2 separate regions of the Sus scrofa genome follow, and region 1 is linked to region 2. Evidence: chromatin contacts called from public Hi-C data. All regions are on one chromosome and are shown on one strand. The core of a region is the stretch at or near the end of the contact, and the rest is flanking DNA. Distances in the headings are between cores, read along the strand shown.

Evidence for each region. A called contact is a pair of places that touch in the nucleus more often than the background predicts.
Region 1: a contact with region 2 is called in a Hi-C map of embryonic fibroblasts, with 2.8 times the contacts expected there. The contact joins the promoter of CD55 here to the promoter of PFKFB2 in region 2. A contact is called at or near these places in 4 of 47 Hi-C or Micro-C datasets (alveolar macrophages, embryonic fibroblasts, mesenteric adipose tissue and 1 more) and 1 of 2 datasets of contacts at active chromatin or transcription factors (alveolar macrophages).

Annotation. Positions count from the first base shown.
Region 1 is chr9:67,931,817-67,935,358 of Sscrofa11.1, reverse strand. It overlaps CD55 (CD55 molecule (Cromer blood group)), which reads right to left and starts at 1,966. Exons shown (of 10, transcript NM_213815.1): 1 at 1,793-1,966; 2 at 841-1,023. The coding sequence starts at 1,901.
Region 2 is chr9:67,680,020-67,683,622 of Sscrofa11.1, reverse strand. It overlaps PFKFB2 (6-phosphofructo-2-kinase/fructose-2,6-bisphosphatase 2), which reads right to left and starts at 1,795. Exons shown (of 16, transcript XR_002335794.1): 1 at 1,594-1,795; 2 at 396-503. YOD1 (ubiquitin thioesterase OTU1) reads left to right here and starts at 1,734. Exons shown (of 4, transcript XM_005667547.3): 1 at 1,734-1,849; 2 at 2,116-2,373. The coding sequence starts at 2,323.

The DNA.
Region 1 (3,542 bases), core at 717-3,216, 250 kb before region 2:
TGTGAATTTACAGTGGCCTGGTAGAGTGGAAGGGGCACTGGGTGTAAAGCCCAAAGACTCAAGTTTCAACCTGGCTCTCCTTCATAAGGAGCTTCTGATCTTAAGGAACTCATTTAACTGGAGGCTGCTTTCTCAACTGTAAAATGTAGCTAAATCCCTAAGTCACCTCATGGAGTTGTCTGGAGGATTAGATGAAGTGCTATATGTGCAAAGAGTTATGTACTTCAATCTACTGCCTTCTATCATGAAGAGATGACGACAGAAAGTGAAAGCTGATGTTACACCTAGGTTCAAAAAACACTTGTGGCAGTTTCTTGGAGCTTCCACTGCTCCAAGGTGTTGGAAGGGAGGCATCAAATCGTAACTTTATCTTTACATCTACATGTCAAAGCTAATATAGGGCCATGACTACAAGGATAGATTTTGAGATAAAAATAGAGAACTTTTAAAAATATCACCACAGAGTGCATTTGGTAAGTCCTACCTTACAAAACGAAATTTAAGAAAACAGAAGATCTATGTTATGTGTCTCAGGATAATTGCCAAACATAGTTATACATAATTTACTCCCTAAACAGTACCTATTGTTTATTTTCTCTACTAATCAGTTCTGGAGCTACAGTGTTAGGGAAAAAAAAAAAAAAATGTTAATGAAGAGCAGGACCTATTCCAGGAAGTAATGCCATCAATTAGCTAGATGGTGAAGTGGCAACAGTTATACCCTGGGGTTTAATAATGCTAGAAAACTATCAATTACCAGTCACTCCAAAGAGGCATAAAATTAAACTTAAGAAACATTCCATTCCCATAACTTTTCTTAAAAAGAAATGATTTACTTACGATTACAAAATTCTGCAACTTCTGACCATTTATCATTAAGACAGAGCACTGAGTCTGCCATGCCAGGAACTTTGACAAAGCCTTTGTTACATTTGTATGTTATTGTGGTTTGTTCAGGAAAACTTGCAAGACCTCGCAAATCTGGTTGGGCATTAGGTACATCGGGTGGAAGGCTGCAGTCACCTAGGGAGAAAAAAAAACAGAACCGAAGAAATTTCGCTTTTCAATTCATAGCAAAATTCCTTCACCAAGACGAAAAGGGGAAGAAGCATCAACGGCTTTTGATGTCCCCGTACTATTTCCATCCAGTGCTTAACTGACATACCAAGAACTTGCTTGGCTTCCTGGCTGCCAACTAATTCAAGACTAAAATATGTGAAAATAAACCTTTGCCTTTCGCTATTTAAAAAAATACATATTTGATATATTTGAAAGTTCAGACTTTCACATAGATGCTGTTGCTAGGCACGCAATAAAAATAGACGCCTCCTTGAAAAGTTAGCACCTGGCGGAGATGTCTCGCAAACTTGCGGCACGGCGTCCCTGCGCTACTGGACCCTGTTTAGAGGCGAGAGTAGGCAACCATTTGGCTTCCCACCCTTAACGAGACGCTGAAGCTTCACTCTATTGGAGCCTTGCCTTTTGGCTTCCTGACGTTTGCCCCCTCTACTCTCCATGCCCACCTCCTAAAGCCATGCCAGCTGGGGTCCAGCACAAGCAAGCTCCCAGGGGCTGGCTAGCAGCGGAGAGCCTACTCTAGTCTCCAGGGAGTGTGCCAGTCGGCGCTCTGATCCCTAAAGGTAGAGGACTGCGGGAACAATTACGGATGCCCACACTCCTCACCGCCCCAGGTCGGTGGACTTTTCGGTTGTCACCGACACGCGCTCTGCCCCTCCCACATCGACTAAAGGATTGTAAAGCAGAATGCCCCCCGCCCCCGACCCTCACTCACCCTGCGCAGCCGGGATACACAGCAGCAGCAGCAGCAGCAGCAGCGGCGGCGGCGTCTGTCCGCCCATTAGGCGCCTCACCGCGGGGGCGCTCCGCGGCAGGGGACTCATGGCGCGCGGGAACGGGGACCCCGAGCGGCTCCCGGACTCTGCGACCTCCGCGATTAAGACGAAATGAACCGGGCCAAGAGGCTCGATAGAGAAGAAGCTCCTGGTAGTTACGCAGCCCGAGTTAAATTAGTGCCTTGGGCGGGACCAGGGCTCTGAATCACCAAAGATGGAGCCAGGAATGGGTGGAGAAGGGGTTTTGCTCACACCAGGTACTGGGCGGGGTAAGGGCGGGGGCTCTAGCGTCACCAGTTCCTGGGGGACCCAAGAAGAGGAAAGAGGGGTCCTGGGCGGGGAGAGGAACTCTCTGGCGCGGGCCTCTGGGACTGTTTGTTTCTCTTTGGTGGGGCCTGCGGTGCGTTGCCCAGTGGAAATGTAAATATCTGCTTTATTAAGTAAACAACAACAACCAAAAATTGGAGGAACTAAGGAGAAAGGAATGGTTAAGCGGCACAGGCTTTGTCCCGGGAATCTGAATTCTTTGGGGTGGAAATCAAGCGCGCTTTAGTGCTGCAAAGCTGAGCGGTAGGTGCAGTGGATTTTAAGGTTGTTCTCAGAAGCTGAGAAAGCATTGACCACCCAGGGACACGGTGTCTTCAACTGGGTCCGTCAAATGCCAAGAGGATTGCGGGGGGAGGACAGAGTGTGTTGTCTCCTAGGACACTTGGTAATGAGCCAGTGGGAAATGACCCAGGAAAACAGGTCAAGCAACACAGCAGGGAGGGAATATTGTGCCTACCATGTTTTCATGAGAATCGCTTTCTGTGTCAGAGTTATTTACCAAAGACACCTCTTGAATTCTACTTAGGGACCATAGGAATGTGACTGCAAAGTCATCATCAAAAACCCAGCGCTCAAGTTCCTGTTGTGGCGCAGCTGAGGAACCATGAGGTTGTGGGTTCCACCCCTGGCTCCGCCAAGTGGGTCAGTGGGTTAAAGCTCCGGCGTTGCCGTGAGCTGTGGTGTAGGTCACAGAGGCAGCTCGGATCTGGCGTTGCTGTGGTTGTGGTGTCCACCGGCAGCTGTAGTTCCCATTAGACCCCTAGCCTGGAAACCTCCATATACTGCGGGTTCGGCCCTAAAAAGCAAAAACAAAACAAAAACAAACAACAAACAAACAAACAGCTCTAGAAAGCTAAGTGATAGAGTGGTGCATTTTAAGAGAAAGGTTTGCTGGAAGATCTTAAGTATATGCCAGTGGTTTGCAGGTCTGGCCACACCTTAGATTCATATGGGAGGCGTTTTAAAAATCCAGATGTTCAAGCTACACCTCAGACATGTTAACTTAGAACCTCTGGAGATGGAACCAAGCATTGGGATTATTTAAAGCGCTGCAGGTGATTCTACTTCATAGCCAGGCTGAGAACCACAGACCTGCATGGTTGCTGGTTGGAGTAAAGATCCACTCATCCCAGCATTGTCACTGTCAAAAACACTAAAGAACATTGATGAAAGATCCAATTACTCATCTTCATGGAGAGTAGACTCAAGAATGTGTTTCCCTCCAACAGGTTACCTGGTCTGGTTAACAGAGTCCTAGCCTAGGTTTCCTATCCCCTCAAATACTTTACCTGAGTAAGTGAAATCTCTGACTTGGAATTATGCCATGGTCCCTGGACCAGCTGTGGGGCCATGCCTCCTATC
Region 2 (3,603 bases), core at 546-3,045:
CACAAAACTTAGCCTAAGCGATAAAGGGAAACCGTTAGCGGGACCAGCCCCAAGTAATCCCTGTACCGGTGCCTCTCTGTCTTACTCACTGCATATACAACAGTGCTTGCTCTTTCAACATCAGTGGAGTGTACAGATACCCCCAGAAGACAGAGATTCAGTTAACAAAAGCAGGAAGAAAATGCTCGGCCACATGGGCAGCCTAGCACCAAAGACAGACATTTCACGGAGTCTACTTGTTTCAGACAGGAAATTCCCCTGATGGCCTTTGTTTTAAATTCCCGTGTCAAAGACTTATTTCTTACTCCCATTGAGCAGCAAAGTCTAGGATTACAACTATATTCCCAAGACAAAAACCTGGGACAAGGCAGCCCTTCCTCTTTCCCACCACTCACAGCATTTCTTCTCTGACATTCGGAGATTTGTTTTGGTTTCATAGCTGTTGTTGTTCTGTTCTGAGGAAGATGCAGGATTCCCAGACATGGCAGCTCTTCAGGGGACCCCTGGAAGGGATAAAAGGGATATAAGGAAGAGAAGGAAGGAGACAACCTTCCAAACACTCAGTGAAGAGGATCAGAGAGGTATAAGTGCAAGAACCCTGGCCCAAGAGTCAAGTCCAGCCTTTTTCCCAGTTAAGAGCTATACGCCCTAATAAGTCATGAATGCCCCTAGCCCTGTGTTTCCTCATCTCTGAAGAGGTGCAGCAGAAGCTTGCATTTATATTGCTGACTTTGGAGTTTACACTCAAATAAATTATCTCCTTCAATCCTCCCAACAATCCTGTAATGAAACAGATTTTGCTACCATTATTACTTCTCCTCATTTTACAGATTGAAAAACTGAGATTAATCAAACTAAGTGGTTCATCCAAGTTCCTTCCTGACTTCAGATTCCAGTTTAAGAATCTGGGGAGAGTAGTGGCAGCAGTTGGGGGTGGGGTGAGTTGCAAATAGATCAAGTCCATTATCATAAAGTAACTGCAGTCCAATGGGAGGATTCAGTCCTGAAAAAAATGAGAAGTGGGAAAAATCTCAAACATATCCCCTGAAGGAAAAACTGTAACTGGACCCAGAGACAGCCCTCACCCGTCACCATTTCTCCTCTGGTGTTCCTACTCTCAAGCCCTTGTCCACACCCTCTCCCCAACGATCCCCTGGGAAACAGTCCATGGAAGAAACACTGGGGAGCAAAGAGGTGGTAAATAACTTCCCCAAGGTCGCCTACAGAATAACGGGTAAGTCCTGATTCGAACTAGTGTGGGAGAGCCCCACGCGTTCTCCCTACAAACCCGGACAAGGACTCGTGAGGAAGGAAGGTCCTACTGCTTCAGGGACCTTGCACTGTACTTCCACTAACCACACAAATCCTGTAACTCACATAAACTGCAGCTTTGAGTTCCTAAACATCCGCACTCCAGGCGACGCCCGGGGGCCCGTACTTCCCCGAAACGACGAGGCTTCATCTTCCCACATCTCAGGGTGCATGCGGCCCCTCCCTCCTCTCGTCCGCCTAGACCCTTCAAGACGCTGTACAGCTGTCGGCCACCCCAAGATCCCTCCTAAGACTCCTCCCGTCTGTGGCCCCAGCACCTACCGGGTAACGCGGCAGACGGGAACCCACAGACTGTGGCCGGTGTCCGGCACACCAGTCGCCGGCAAATCACGTGCCCCCGCCTGGCTCCGCCCACTCCCGCGTTGGTCCTCACCTGGAGAGAATCGTCCACCAATAGAGAGCAAGCAGGCTTCAGGGGGCGGGGCTCAAATTAGAATCACTGACGCTAGCTCCAGAAGGAGGATAGAACTGTGAAGGGGAAAAATCACAAGCTCGCAAGTTTCCCAGCACCGTGGAGGTTGGTTGCATCGTTGCTTGGCAACTAACAGGGCTGGGGGCGGGATTAATAAAAAGTAAGTTTTGTGGGTTTTTTCGTCCTCTCGCGAGAATGAACTAGTAGAAGTCTTGAGAGGGTGACCGGAAAAATCATTGCGGAGATTAACGCTTTTTCCTGAATCCCAGCGGGATCTGTTAGATCTGTAAATTGGGACGTAAGCTTGGAAGGTGTTTGCTAGAGTAAACTACCACAATACATCTTAAGGTGTTTGCATATTCTTGCCTCAGGTCGCGGACACTGTAAACTAAGGAAATCAACAACTCTCACCGCTGAACCAGGAGCTTCCCTGGATCCATGCACATACTTCAGTGGATTTACCATCTTATTTATTCTCCCTCTTACCACTCACACTGTACCATCTGTTATGGTCATCTTGAAGAACCAAAGAGAAAAACTGCTCAAGGAGAAAATTGGGTCATGAAAGATCTGAAAAGATGCAAAGTCTCCATATAACTTATTCAGATCTAGAGGCTTTTACAGTGGAGGTGAGTTTGCACATTCCGAGTGAACTTTTCACAGTTGCCCCCAGGCCCCCTTGATGCTTGATTCTGTTGATAAACTGTCTCTACGCGGGGTAGGCCTTGCTGCTTCGGATTCAGGATGGAAAAAGAACAATGAGTATGGATTTCTTGGAAGAGAGAGAAATTCAGAGGTATTTTTATTCCTCTGTCACCTGGGGGTTAAATTCATCCTTCTGAACAGCTCAAATCATTACCTACTCGTTGAAACTTTTTACAACTCCCAGTATGTTACAGTTGCCTTCTCTGTGCTTATACAACTTGGTTCTAACTATTCAGCAAGTGTTTACAGAGCACTTACTTGGAAGGCACAGTCCTGTGTTTAGGGATACGGGGTTGGAAAAAGTCACACAACCTAGCATTATCACGTTGCTGTGAAATACAGGGGTTGCGTGTCCTTTACACCTCACCGGCTCTCCTGATTACGTGAGTACTTCGCCATAATGAAGTCAGGAATGGAGTCGTCTTGGTATTTGTATAACTAGGGCGAACTGGAATCTGGATGACACACGGTAGCCCTCTTCATTCCTCCTTCTTACACTGCCAGCACCTCCCGAATAGCCCTCGGCCCAGATGCTGACCTCATACTGCGCTTTCTGATGTGGCAAATGGACGTTTTTAAGTTGCAGGCTCATGAAGGTGGAAAGGCCAGTCCCCCGGGTCCCTTAACCTCAATGAGTCAGTGTTTGCTGCAGCCATGCGTCTAATCACGAGTATATGTTTGTCTTTGACAGGTCTTTTTGACTCACTGACCATTCTTGGCATTCGTTTGCCTTCCGAACTATGATCCGGCGTGGTTTGGAAGCCCCAATTTAATAATTTCCGACCTAAGTGCAAGGTTACATTCCAATGTATTAGATTCAGGAACTCCGTTCTCCGCCCTCTTCCCTTGAGCATATATTCTGCCAACGCAGAAGGTGCCTCACTCGTTCTACAGGCAGCAAGACTAGCCGCACTTTAGGAATACGGCTAAATCATCACCCTTTGCCACCTAAAGTAGGGGTGGGTGGGAACTAGTTGTCACTTTAAGAATAGGCTAAGACTGAAGCTGCGGAGTGTCGCGAGAACTATAGCCAGCGACTTCTCGCGATGTTTGGTCCGGCAAAGGGTGGCCATTTTGGAGTCCCGCGGGAGGCTGGTTTCCCCGGCGGCGTCTCCCAACGTGCTGCGGGGACCAAAGCTGGGTCCACGGGTGTC